3 separate regions of the Pan troglodytes genome follow, and all the other regions are linked to region 2. The links are chromatin contacts, called in public HiChIP or PLAC-seq maps. All regions are on one chromosome and are shown on one strand. Each heading gives the region's core, a stretch centred on a gene start, on an enhancer-like site or on the middle of the called end of the contact. The rest is flanking DNA. Distances are from core to core; before and after follow the strand shown. Region 1 holds the start of DMC1 (DNA meiotic recombinase 1). Region 2 holds the start of PICK1 (protein interacting with PRKCA 1). Region 3 holds the start of KCNJ4 (potassium inwardly rectifying channel subfamily J member 4).

What was found. HiChIP or PLAC-seq counts read pairs in DNA pulled down with a chosen protein or histone mark.
Region 1: an H3K4me3 HiChIP or PLAC-seq map of stem cell-derived excitatory neurons shows a contact between it and region 2, with 12 times the contacts expected there. The contact joins the promoter of DMC1 here to the promoter of PICK1 in region 2. A contact is called at or near these places in 1 of 7 Hi-C or Micro-C datasets (stem cell-derived neural progenitor cells) and 1 of 1 datasets of contacts at active chromatin or transcription factors (stem cell-derived excitatory neurons).
Region 3: an H3K4me3 HiChIP or PLAC-seq map of stem cell-derived excitatory neurons shows a contact between it and region 2, with 5 times the contacts expected there. The contact joins the promoter of KCNJ4 here to the promoter of PICK1 in region 2. A contact is called at or near these places in 1 of 7 Hi-C or Micro-C datasets (stem cell-derived neural progenitor cells) and 1 of 1 datasets of contacts at active chromatin or transcription factors (stem cell-derived excitatory neurons).

The regions. Positions count from the first base shown.
Region 1 is chr23:40,574,426-40,577,654 of NHGRI_mPanTro3-v2.0_pri, forward strand. DMC1 (DNA meiotic recombinase 1) reads right to left here and starts at 1,735. Exons shown (of 14, transcript XM_009438404.5): 1 at 1,639-1,735.
Region 2 is chr23:40,065,460-40,069,026 of NHGRI_mPanTro3-v2.0_pri, forward strand. PICK1 (protein interacting with PRKCA 1) reads left to right here and starts at 1,514. Exons shown (of 13, transcript NM_001280533.1): 1 at 1,514-1,546; 2 at 1,865-1,962; 3 at 3,349-3,460. The coding sequence starts at 1,922.
Region 3 is chr23:40,459,468-40,462,723 of NHGRI_mPanTro3-v2.0_pri, forward strand. It overlaps KCNJ4 (potassium inwardly rectifying channel subfamily J member 4), which reads right to left and starts at 1,380. Exons shown (of 2, transcript XM_016939173.2): 1 at 1,160-1,380.

The DNA of each region.
Region 1 (3,229 bases), core at 485-2,984, 510 kb after region 2:
GTGTGTGTGCATGTGTGTGTGTGTCCCCACATGCACACAGATGCCTGAGGGGCAAATTGGGGGGTGGTTATTTAGTTTCTTCTCTTTCCCCAACAGTGATCACTTATCATCTGGTTTCCATTGCACAGCTAATCACGACTTTATTACTGCCTTGAATGTTATTTAGAATTGCATATTGCTTTTAACCTTTCTTGTTTATGTTTAACAACAATACTCTAGGAACCTTGACATTATATCATTCTTCCTTGTGTCCTCCCTGACACCTCCAACTTTGTCCTCAATAAATGGATTCTATTTTTCTCATCTATGATGAATGCCTTCCTGCCTGCTGATTATGAATGGGTACTCCTGTAACATCCACCTTTTTGTTTCATAGAACATTAGCTATACTTTCTTTCACAGTATTTACTAGTTTCATGATTTTTTTAAGATTTAAAAATATGGTGGGCCGGGTGCGGCGGCTCATGCCTGTAATCCCAGCACTTTGGGAGGCCGAGACAGGCAGATCACGAGGTCAGGAGTTCGAGACCAGCCTGGCCAATCCCCGTCTCTACTAAAAATACAAAAAAATTAGCCGGGCGTGGTGGTGGGCGCCTGTAATCCCACCTACTTGGGAGGCTGAGGCAGGAGAATCGCTTGAACCTGGGAGGCGGAGGTTGCAGTGAGCCGAGATCGCGCCACTGCACTCCAGCCTGGGCGACAGTGCGAGACTCCGTCTGAAAAAAAAAAAAAAAAATTGGTGGATCATAATATTCTATTAAGGCTGATAAGCAGTTAAAGTTTTTAACATTGTAGACTCAAAAGAAATCTCAGGAATCCACAAGGCGTGATTGTGTTTATTTATTACAATAAAATGCGGTCCAAATAATCATTTTTCTTGGCCGATTCCATTTCCTCATTTGATACCAAAGTCAGGGGTTGGACCCTAGAACAAAGGGAACGAACTATTAATACTAAGGCAGGAGCAGGGTCCTACCACCCAGCACCTCAAACGGCAAAGGATGGAAGGCAACCGAGACCGTTCGGATGGGATCTTCGGGGACACTGTCCTTCAGATGGCTAGCTATGAGTACCCCAATTCCACATTTACTGTCCCCATCGAAGAGAAAAACAGCATTCATTTCTTCTCCCCGTGATGAAATGAAAAGATTGTCCCCCATCTCTCAAGGAGCCGTTGATAGACTGAACCGTTGGATTGAAAGTAGGGCTCCCCAATCCCCCGGTTTAAGACGACCCAGCTGTCCCCTCTGGTGGGGGCAGCAGCGCGGTCGGGTCGCCCTCGACGCCTCCCTCAGCAGGAGGCCTGGGCAGACCCCCTGCGGCCGCCGGACATTTTCCTGACACCGGATTCCCTGGTCAGGAGGATGAGGCGGGCTCTCCTAGACTCAGGTCCGATTCGATTGAAAATGAGGTTGGAAATCCCTCAAGATCACTAAAATTCCTCCCCAAGGGTCGGAGCGGAACGCTCAAAGTCACTAGCCCAGGGACCCCAAAAAAGGAGCGAGAAAGGGAAGCGCGCCTTCTCAAAACGAGCGTCCCCTCAGAGTCTTCGCACGCTGTCCGTTTTTGCCACTTACCCCCCTCGTACCCACAGTCTCCCCGAGATTTTCAAGGTGAAGCCCCTCTGCCCCGCCCGACCTCCTCAGCTGACAGGATTCTAACTCCGGCCTAGAACACGGAGCCTGGAGACCCGCGCGCCGTTGACCACAGGGTTTGGCGCCAAACGAGGAGGGCGGGGCGAGGACCAAGGGGCCGGGGCGGGGCGCAGGGTGAGGGTGGAAGGGCGGGGAGGGAGCAGGCCTACAGTGGGCGACGAGGGGCGGGGAGCAATGGGGGCGGGGCGAAGACCGAAGGGCGGGGAACGAGCGGGCTCACAGGTGGGGGGACCAGAGGGCGTGGCCTGGAGGGGGCTCAGGGCGAGGGGGCGGGGCGAGGGCTGAGGGACGGAAAACGAAGAGGAGCCTCCAGCGGGTGGCGAGCTGGGATGACGGCGGGAGGGAGGGAGGGAGGGGCGCTGTGGAGGGAGCGCGCTGAGGAGCGGGGCCTTGAAGGGAGACCGTTGAGCTGGGGCGTCCCTCGAGCTGAGCACCTCGCTAAAGTCCGGGAGAAGACCCTGAGGCGAGGTTCTGAGGAGGTAGCCTTCAGTCGGGGGAGGGGCGATGAGCAGAGGTGACTGACTTTGGCGATAGGTCTTGGTCGCGAGGGTCGCAGATGGAGCCTTGGGTTAGAAGGTCGAATCCGGGCCCGTTTCCCCCCGCCCCCGCTGCCCATGGCTTCACTTTTCACCTCCAGGTTTTCATGCTGGCTTCAGAGTTTGGCCGTGCTCCCTCAGCGTTCCTAATTTCCCACTTTCTGACTCTCACCATTTGCCACTCTTGTCTGTGATTGAGACACCCGAGGCCCATTCAGGATGGAGAGTAATTTTTTCTCTGTCTTAACTTGAAGTTTTAAATAGACCACAGACGCCAAGTATATTTTGGTTCAGCTTTTAAATAGAAGTCGCAGGCCAGCCTTCGTGCCAGCAGCGCCATCGCTGGCAGCATCCTCCTCCTCCCCTCACGCGGAGACTGACTTGGGGAGAGTCAGGAAACATTTGAGAGAGCAGCTGCCGAGGTGGAGGCTGTGATGTATCTTGGATGAATCTCTGTGCAAACAGTTCTTTGGGTTCAAGACCTAGTACAGGGCGATCCTTTTTGTTTCTTCTGTCTGAATCATTTTGGTGGAATAAATAGCAAAACATTCCCACAATAGCAGTTGGCATTTTGTGTAGGACGCACCCCCCCAACAGGTGGATTGTTTTAAGAGCCAACAAATAACTGCCATTGTGCTTCCAAATCTGTTATTTTCCCCCAAACACAGTCGTCCTTGTTATATGGAGATGAATGCCCATTTGGGGGAGGAACTGGATAGTGGTGAAAGGCTTTCGCTCTGAGGCCTCACCTAAATAATTATGGGAACTTTTGAGCAACTCGTTAGGTGAAGACATCAACAGTCTACAGAAGAGCTGCAAAGAGCACAGCAAGATGATTTAGGGAAATATAACATATGTAGTTTGGTGTAGTGACAGCTGGGAGAGAGAAATGTTCATAATATTTGAAGGTTGTGTGCAGTACACTTAAAAAAACTAAAATGAGCTGGGTAATGACAGATTCATGAAGGGAGGAGAAAAATCTTATTTGGGTATCATATCGATGGTTAGAGACAACTTTTAAAATATTTAAAACAATAA
Region 2 (3,567 bases), core at 264-2,763:
TGTTTGTTTTTTGAAACGGAGTCTCTCTCTGTCGCCCAGGCTGGAGTGCAATGGCCTGATCTCGGCTCACTACAACCTCCCTCTCCCATTTTCAAGCGATTCTCCTGCCTCAGGCTCCCAAATAGCTGGAATTACAGGTGTGCGCCACTGCACCTGGCCTTAGACTGCTGCTTTTTGAAATCAAAATTCTGGCCTGGAAACAGAGCTTGGTCTTCCCAGCCCTAGCCCTGCCGCTATGATGCCAGAGGAAGAGGCTTCCCAGGGCCTCCGTTTCCTTGCCTGCACAATGTGGCTGGCAAGACTTGGTCTTCTCTCACAGGGTGGTGGTGAGCTTTCAAATCCTGTGAAAGTGATCTGACAGGAGAGCAGTGGACACGTGGGAAGGCTGTTGTCACGGCATTCTGCACATCTGTCCGGACTCAATTAGCCACCTAAGGAGAGAGTAGGGTGGGGCTTCCACCGGCCGTGGGATATGTGGATAATCATCCTTCTGTATCTTTCTTCCATGGCTCCTGGGGCAGCTGGGGAAGCAAGCTGGATGGGCCTGGCCCCATGCTGCCGGATGAGGTGGATGCCTGGCTGTGGCTCTGGGAGAGCCAACCTCCCCCAGGGAACCCACTTTACACAATAGCAGTGGCAGCAGAGGCTGGCGAGGAGACAAGATTCGGACTCTGGGGAGCACTGATAGCATTTCCCGAGCCTCAGGTACATGCGGACCGTGACCCTCCCTGGGACCCCAGGGGGGCTGCTCCTCAGGACTAAGGAAGGAGGAGGAGGTGTGAGAAACCTTTCACCATATACCATAGAAAGCATTTACCTCAATGGCCTTGGTTTACATATGGGGAAACTGAGGCATATAAAGGGAAGGGAGCATGTCCAGTCTGTCCTTAATAGCAAGACCCACTGAATACACCTTTCCTGGCTCTCTGTTTAGTGTTTGGACGTTCAAAGATCCCTAGACTAGGCGGCGGGAGTTTCAGGGCCACGATCCAGATCTTACACCAACTGTGTGTGGCCCCGCGCAAAATCACTCCCCGCTCTTTGGCACTTAAGTTGGCGAAACTGGGATGGGCTGGGACCTCAAAGGGCCATTCTAGTAGGGGAGTCACAGGTACAGGTGGTGAAGGGGTGAAAGGGCATGATGTCTTGGGGTTTATAGTCCACTGAGCCTCGCCGGAGGTAACCCCGGCTCAGGGATGCTTTCGTTGCCATGGCAACCTCAGGGCCGGCGCGGGGCCCCTGAGTGCAGCTGAGGAAGCTGGGACAAATCCTGCCCTTCCCAAGATGGCGGCGGCGGCAGGGCAAAGGGCGGTGTTAGACGCTGTCAGCCTGTCCAGACCGTTCCTCTGTTTTCGCTTGTTCCTACTAACGGCGAGCTTCCGCCAATACTTGTTCTCGTTCTTGGCTCCGAGCGTCCCGGGAGCCGGGAAGGGAAGGATTGTCTTCAGGGATTGGAGCAAATATCCAGTGGGGGGGGAAAGGCGGGACTTCCGCGTCTTGCCGGAAGTGACGTAACAATCGCGGCCACCGCCAGGTGGAACGGCAGGTGGGTTCAGGTACCAGCCTGGCCGGGACCCGGCTGTGGGACCAACGCTTCCGGTGAGCGACAGAGGCAGCTCCCCAGGGCCTGGAGACGCGTGGGGCGGACTCTGGGATCTGAGCCCATCGCCCTGGCCTGGAGTCCCCCTTTGTACCTAGTAAGAATCACCTACCCAGCCCCCCACCCGGAGACTGTCCCATCCCACTCCAGAGGGGAAGAGGAGGGCACTGCTGTCCCGTATGAGGGTGGTGGAGGGAGGGGTGGCGTTGGCATTTAGGCACTTGGGTTCTCTAAATCCTATGCTCCTTTCTCTCCCGGATCCAGTTCCCCATTCCCCTACCGAGCTGGGCAGTTAGCCAGCCCACTCCAACTCTCGGAACCATGTTTGCAGACTTGGATTATGACATCGAAGAGGATAAACTGTGAGTATTTTATTCCCCCAAGTTCCAGCAGTATAGGAGCCCCAAGTTCCTCATTTCCCTGGACTTCCCAGTCCCACAAACCCTTGCTTCTCAGCGGTGGATCAGTTGTTGTACTGAAGCAGCAATGGACCCTGCTCTCCCAGGAGCTCACTATTTGTAGGGGGCTGTGGGCAGTTAAAGGGATAATCACAGCTCAGTGCCATAAGGGCACTATTAGCATGACTTGGTGACAAGAAGAGCAAAGCAGATGGAGCAGTGCTTCTGCTGGGGTGGTCAAGGAAAGCTTCATGGAGGACGTAGCAATTGAACCAGGTTTTGAAGGTTGAATAGGAATATTGTAGACACCCTTCCTTCCCAACATAGGTTGTTAGTAGGACAGATTTTCCCATTAGAATATATCCTCTTTCAGATCAAGGAGTGGGTGCAATGCCTTTCTCTATGCTCAGCACTTAGTAAGGGACTTGACGTCAGTAGGTTGTTAGCGAATGTTTTTTGAATGAATAAGTGAATCAGCGTGAGTACTTATCATAAAACACCAGTCAATGCTAATTTATAGTGGAAACCGAGAGGTAATTGAGCAGTTGAGAGGTGGGAGGTGGACAGTTTAATAGAGGGAGACTCCCTGGAGTAGGTGGCCATCATACTCCATAGATGCCTGATAAGGTGACAAGGACAGAACCTGGCTCAAATCTCAGAGATCGAATAAATGAAAGGGAAGGGGGACCTATTTTTATGGAGTGCCTGCTGTGGACTGGGTTGCTGTTAGTGCCCTCCATGCATGGTTAGAAGAACTCTGATAAGGGTGCTCATCCACATTTTATGGATGAGGAAATTGAGATGCACAGAGGGTGACTTACCCAAGTCCCATAGCTGGCCAGGCACGGTGGCTCACGCCTGTAATCCCAGCACTTTGGGAGGCTGAGGCAGGCGGATCAACTGAGGTCAGGAGTTCAAGACCAGCCTGGCCAACATGGTGAAACCCTGTCTCTACTAAAAATACAAAAAAATCAGCCAGGTGTGGTGGCAGGCACCTGTAGTCCCAGCTACTTAGGCGACTGAGGCAGGAGAATCACTTGAACCCGGGAGGCGGAGGTTGCAGTGAGCCGAGATTGCGCCATTGCACTCCAGCCTGGGCAACAAGAGTAAGACTCCATCTCAAAAAAAAGACAAGTTCCACAGCTGATAAATGGCAGAGCTGGGGTTTGATCCCACATCTGCTTAACTCCAAGAGCTGTGCATGTTCCAGCACAAAATGTTGTTGTTTTGTCCAAGGGAGGGAGAGAAAAAGCTGGGCAGCCAGTGGAGCCCCTCAGGAGTTTTAGAGGGCCCACCCCCTCCAGTCATCCTTCCGCCAGGAGAGTCAGCCTAGCTTGCTTTTCTTTCTAGCGGAATCCCGACTGTGCCTGGGAAGGTGACCCTGCAGAAGGATGCTCAGAACCTGATCGGGATCAGCATTGGAGGAGGGGCCCAGTACTGTCCCTGCCTCTATATCGTCCAGGTATTGGGCGCTTTGGAGGGGGGCACAAGGTACATCCCTACTTGGGCATGACAAAGGCAGGTTCATTTCTCCACACTGCATAGCTGACTCCTTCTCATTCTTGAGGT
Region 3 (3,256 bases), core at 130-2,629, 390 kb after region 2:
GAGAATGGAGTGGAATGTTCTAGGCTCAGCCCTTCCAACTCCAGTCGGGATATGGGTCAGCTCAGTGGCCAACAGTCTCTGTTCCCACCATGCTGCACCCATCTCTTACCCCAGCTGCCCTGGTCCACCTTTTGCTCCCCTCAGCACAGGCCAAGCCAGGGCCACAGCGAGGCTCTTGGGCCCCTAAAGTCCTGCTAACTGCCCCCAAAAGGCCTGAAGCCATGGAGGTCATGGGACTGGATGTGGGGGAGAACACACACACACACGGCTCCAACCCTTCTCTGGGCCTCCCTCCCTGAGTTCCCCACTTCCCCCAAACCTGCTGCTGAACATTCTACTGCTCTTGAGGCCCTGCTCTGTCAGCTGGCCAGGCTGCCCTGCCTCTAGCCCTCCGCTCCACCCCACCCAGCTTGCCACCTCCCAACTCCCTGCATCCTGTCCATCCTGAAGCAGGGACACTGGGGGCAGAAATGTGGGTAGGGGACAGGGAGGCTGACACTGGTGGGGGGACATTTGGCAGGTTGCAGGGGAAGTTCTCCCTGCGGGAGGCTCATTGAGACCTCTCTTGCCTTGGGGTGCTCCCTACACGCGGAGGAAAAAGCAGCCTCTGCCTCCCTCCCCAGCCTGTTTCTATCACTGTGAACGTGCAGTGCCTCCTCTACCAATCCCTGCCCCTGCGCCCTGGGGTTGTGTGGCGCAAAGTAGGTGCTCAAAACATGGGAAGTGGGATTTCGTTCTTCAGATCACAGGGCCATTTGCAACGAGGATGCAGCTGGGGAGGCGGAAAGGCGGCATCCCCCACCTTGCCACAAGTCACCTGCCGTGAAGCTCCCGGCATGACAACTGGGGTGGGTGGAGGCAGGGAAAGGTCATGGCTGGGGCAGGAGGTCAAGACCCCTTCCACCCACCTCTCTCCCCCTTTCCAGGCCACAACCCAGACCGCGACGCTCCCAGACGGACAGAGGGACAGAGCCCGCCCGTGGAGCCCGCCCGCTCCCGGGGAGTCACGGGACCGCGCGCGCGGCGCCGGGCAGCCGGGACCCGGCTCCGGATCAGGTGCGCAGCGGGCGGGGCCGGAGCGGCGGGCCCGGGACACACAGACACGCACGCGGCGGGACAAACTGACGGACAGCGCCCGGGGTGGGCGAGCGCGGCTTACCGCTGGGCGGAGGGTCCGACGAGAGTCCGGGAGGCGGCGAGCGGGCGCTACATCCCAAGGCGCGATCCGGCGGGCGGCGTCCCGGGCGCGGAGAGGGGAGTCCCGGCGCCCCCTGCCCGCGAACTCGGCGGGCCGGCCCGCGCTCCCCTCCCCGGCTGCCGCTCGGTCTGCGCGTGGGTCTTGGGGTCTCCGCGCGTCCCGGCCGTCCCGCGCCGCTCCCCGCGGGCCGCCCAACTTTCAGCGCTGCCCCGCGCCGCGCCCTCGGCGCCGCCTCGGCGTCAGCATCGTCGGGCCCGGCCGGGCTCACAGCGCGGGGGTCCGGGGGCCCGGGGCGCCCCGCCGCCCGCGCCCCCCACCCCCGCTGCAGGCGCCCTCCCCGCCGCCGTCCCCCGCTGCGCCCGGCTCCCTCGCTGTCACCCGCTCCTGCTCGCGCGCTCTGCCCCCGGCCCTGCGCTCCGCTCCCGGCCCCGCTGCGCTCGGCCCTGGCCCCGCGACCCCTCGGCCTCCCGGCCTGGGGTCGCCCTCCCCGCCCCCGCCGGCCGGGCTCTGTCGCCACCTCCCCAACCGCTCTCGCGTCTCTCTCCTGCCGCCGGGGTCTCCGCCGCGCTCGCGTCCCGGTCCCTCTCCCGGCCTCCCTGCCTCCTGCGGCCCCGCTCGCCCTCTGCCCGCGGGGTCTCCGTCTCCGTCGCGGTCGCCCGCCGGCCTCCCCCCGCCGGCCTCCCCCCGCCTCCCTCTGCCCGCGCTGCCTCTCTCCCCTGCGCGTCTCTGTCCGTCTCCCTCGCGGCCTCTGTCCTTCTCTGTCTCTCCCCCTCCCACTCTCCGTGCGGCCCCCTCTGTCTCGGACCCCGGCCCCCGCCTCGGCCGCGTCCCAGGCTCGCCCGGGAGCCCGAGCTCCCGCCGCCCGCGGCGCGCCGAGAACTCCCAACTCGCGGCACGCCGCCCCGCTTTGCGAGACTTTCGCCCCTCCTCACACGTGACCCGCGCCCCACTGCGGAGGCCGCGCGCCCCCCAGCCCGGGAACCCCGGCTGCCCGCGGGACCCCGCCCTGCCCGCCCCTCGGCCTAACCCGGCCTCAAGCCCCCTCCCGCGGGGCCCGCGGCGCGGAGCAGGGGCTGGGGCGGGGGGCTGCTGGCCCCGCTCCTGCCCTGGATCCTGCCCGGGTTTTCCTCCTCGCCCCAGGAGCGCTCCTCCCAGAACCCGTTCCTGGATCCGCTCCCGGGTTTTGTGCCCCCCCCCCCCCCCCCCCAGGGGGCAGGTGGAGAGGGTTCCTTCGAGCCGGGAAGGGGGTGGGTGGGAGCTGGTCCCTCTGGGGTCCCACGGAGTCCGGCCCCTCTCCTTAGCGGTCCTCGTACTCTCCCAAAGTACCGCCGGTCAAGGACCCGAAGCACCTCACTCTGGGAGTCTGAGGGGGCCCTATTGGAGGGACCCTCACGATCAGTCAGTCACCACTGCCCCATTTTACAGATGGCGAGACTGGGTACCAGAGAGGGTCAGAAACTCGGCCAAGGTCACCCAGAGATGACAAAGCCAGGCCAAACCCTAGTCTCTTGTTCTCTGTCGTTCTCCATTACCCCAAGCTGTCAGGCCTGGGCCCCACACTCTGGGGTGTCAGGGAACCCCCAGCACCCACAGCACCTGTCTAGCCAGCTACTTCCTGACATCCTGCCACGTCACTCTAGCCCTCCGAGGAGACAAGAGGGAAAGTGCTCCTCCTTCCAGGGTGGTAGGACGAGAGAACACCTGCAGTTAGACAGCCAGCAAAACTTCCCTGGGAGTCTGGCCATCACCGACTAGCCCCATTACAAAGAGGGAGAGACCGAGGCACCCCAAAGCCAGGTGGAGAACTGATGAAATCTGAAATCCCCTCTGGCTCTCCTGAGCCTCGAGGGTGTCAGCATAAGAACAGCAACACACAAACCACCACAAGTGTTTCCCTTCCTCGTGGGCTCTCCCTACTCAAAAGGATTCAGTCCCAACTCCTCAGTGTGGTATAGTCAGGCCCCACCTTATCCGGCATCCCACATCCCATAAATCCACAGGTACACCCTGATTCCACAGATTCCAGAACACGCCACAGGCCTCCACACCTCTCTGCCT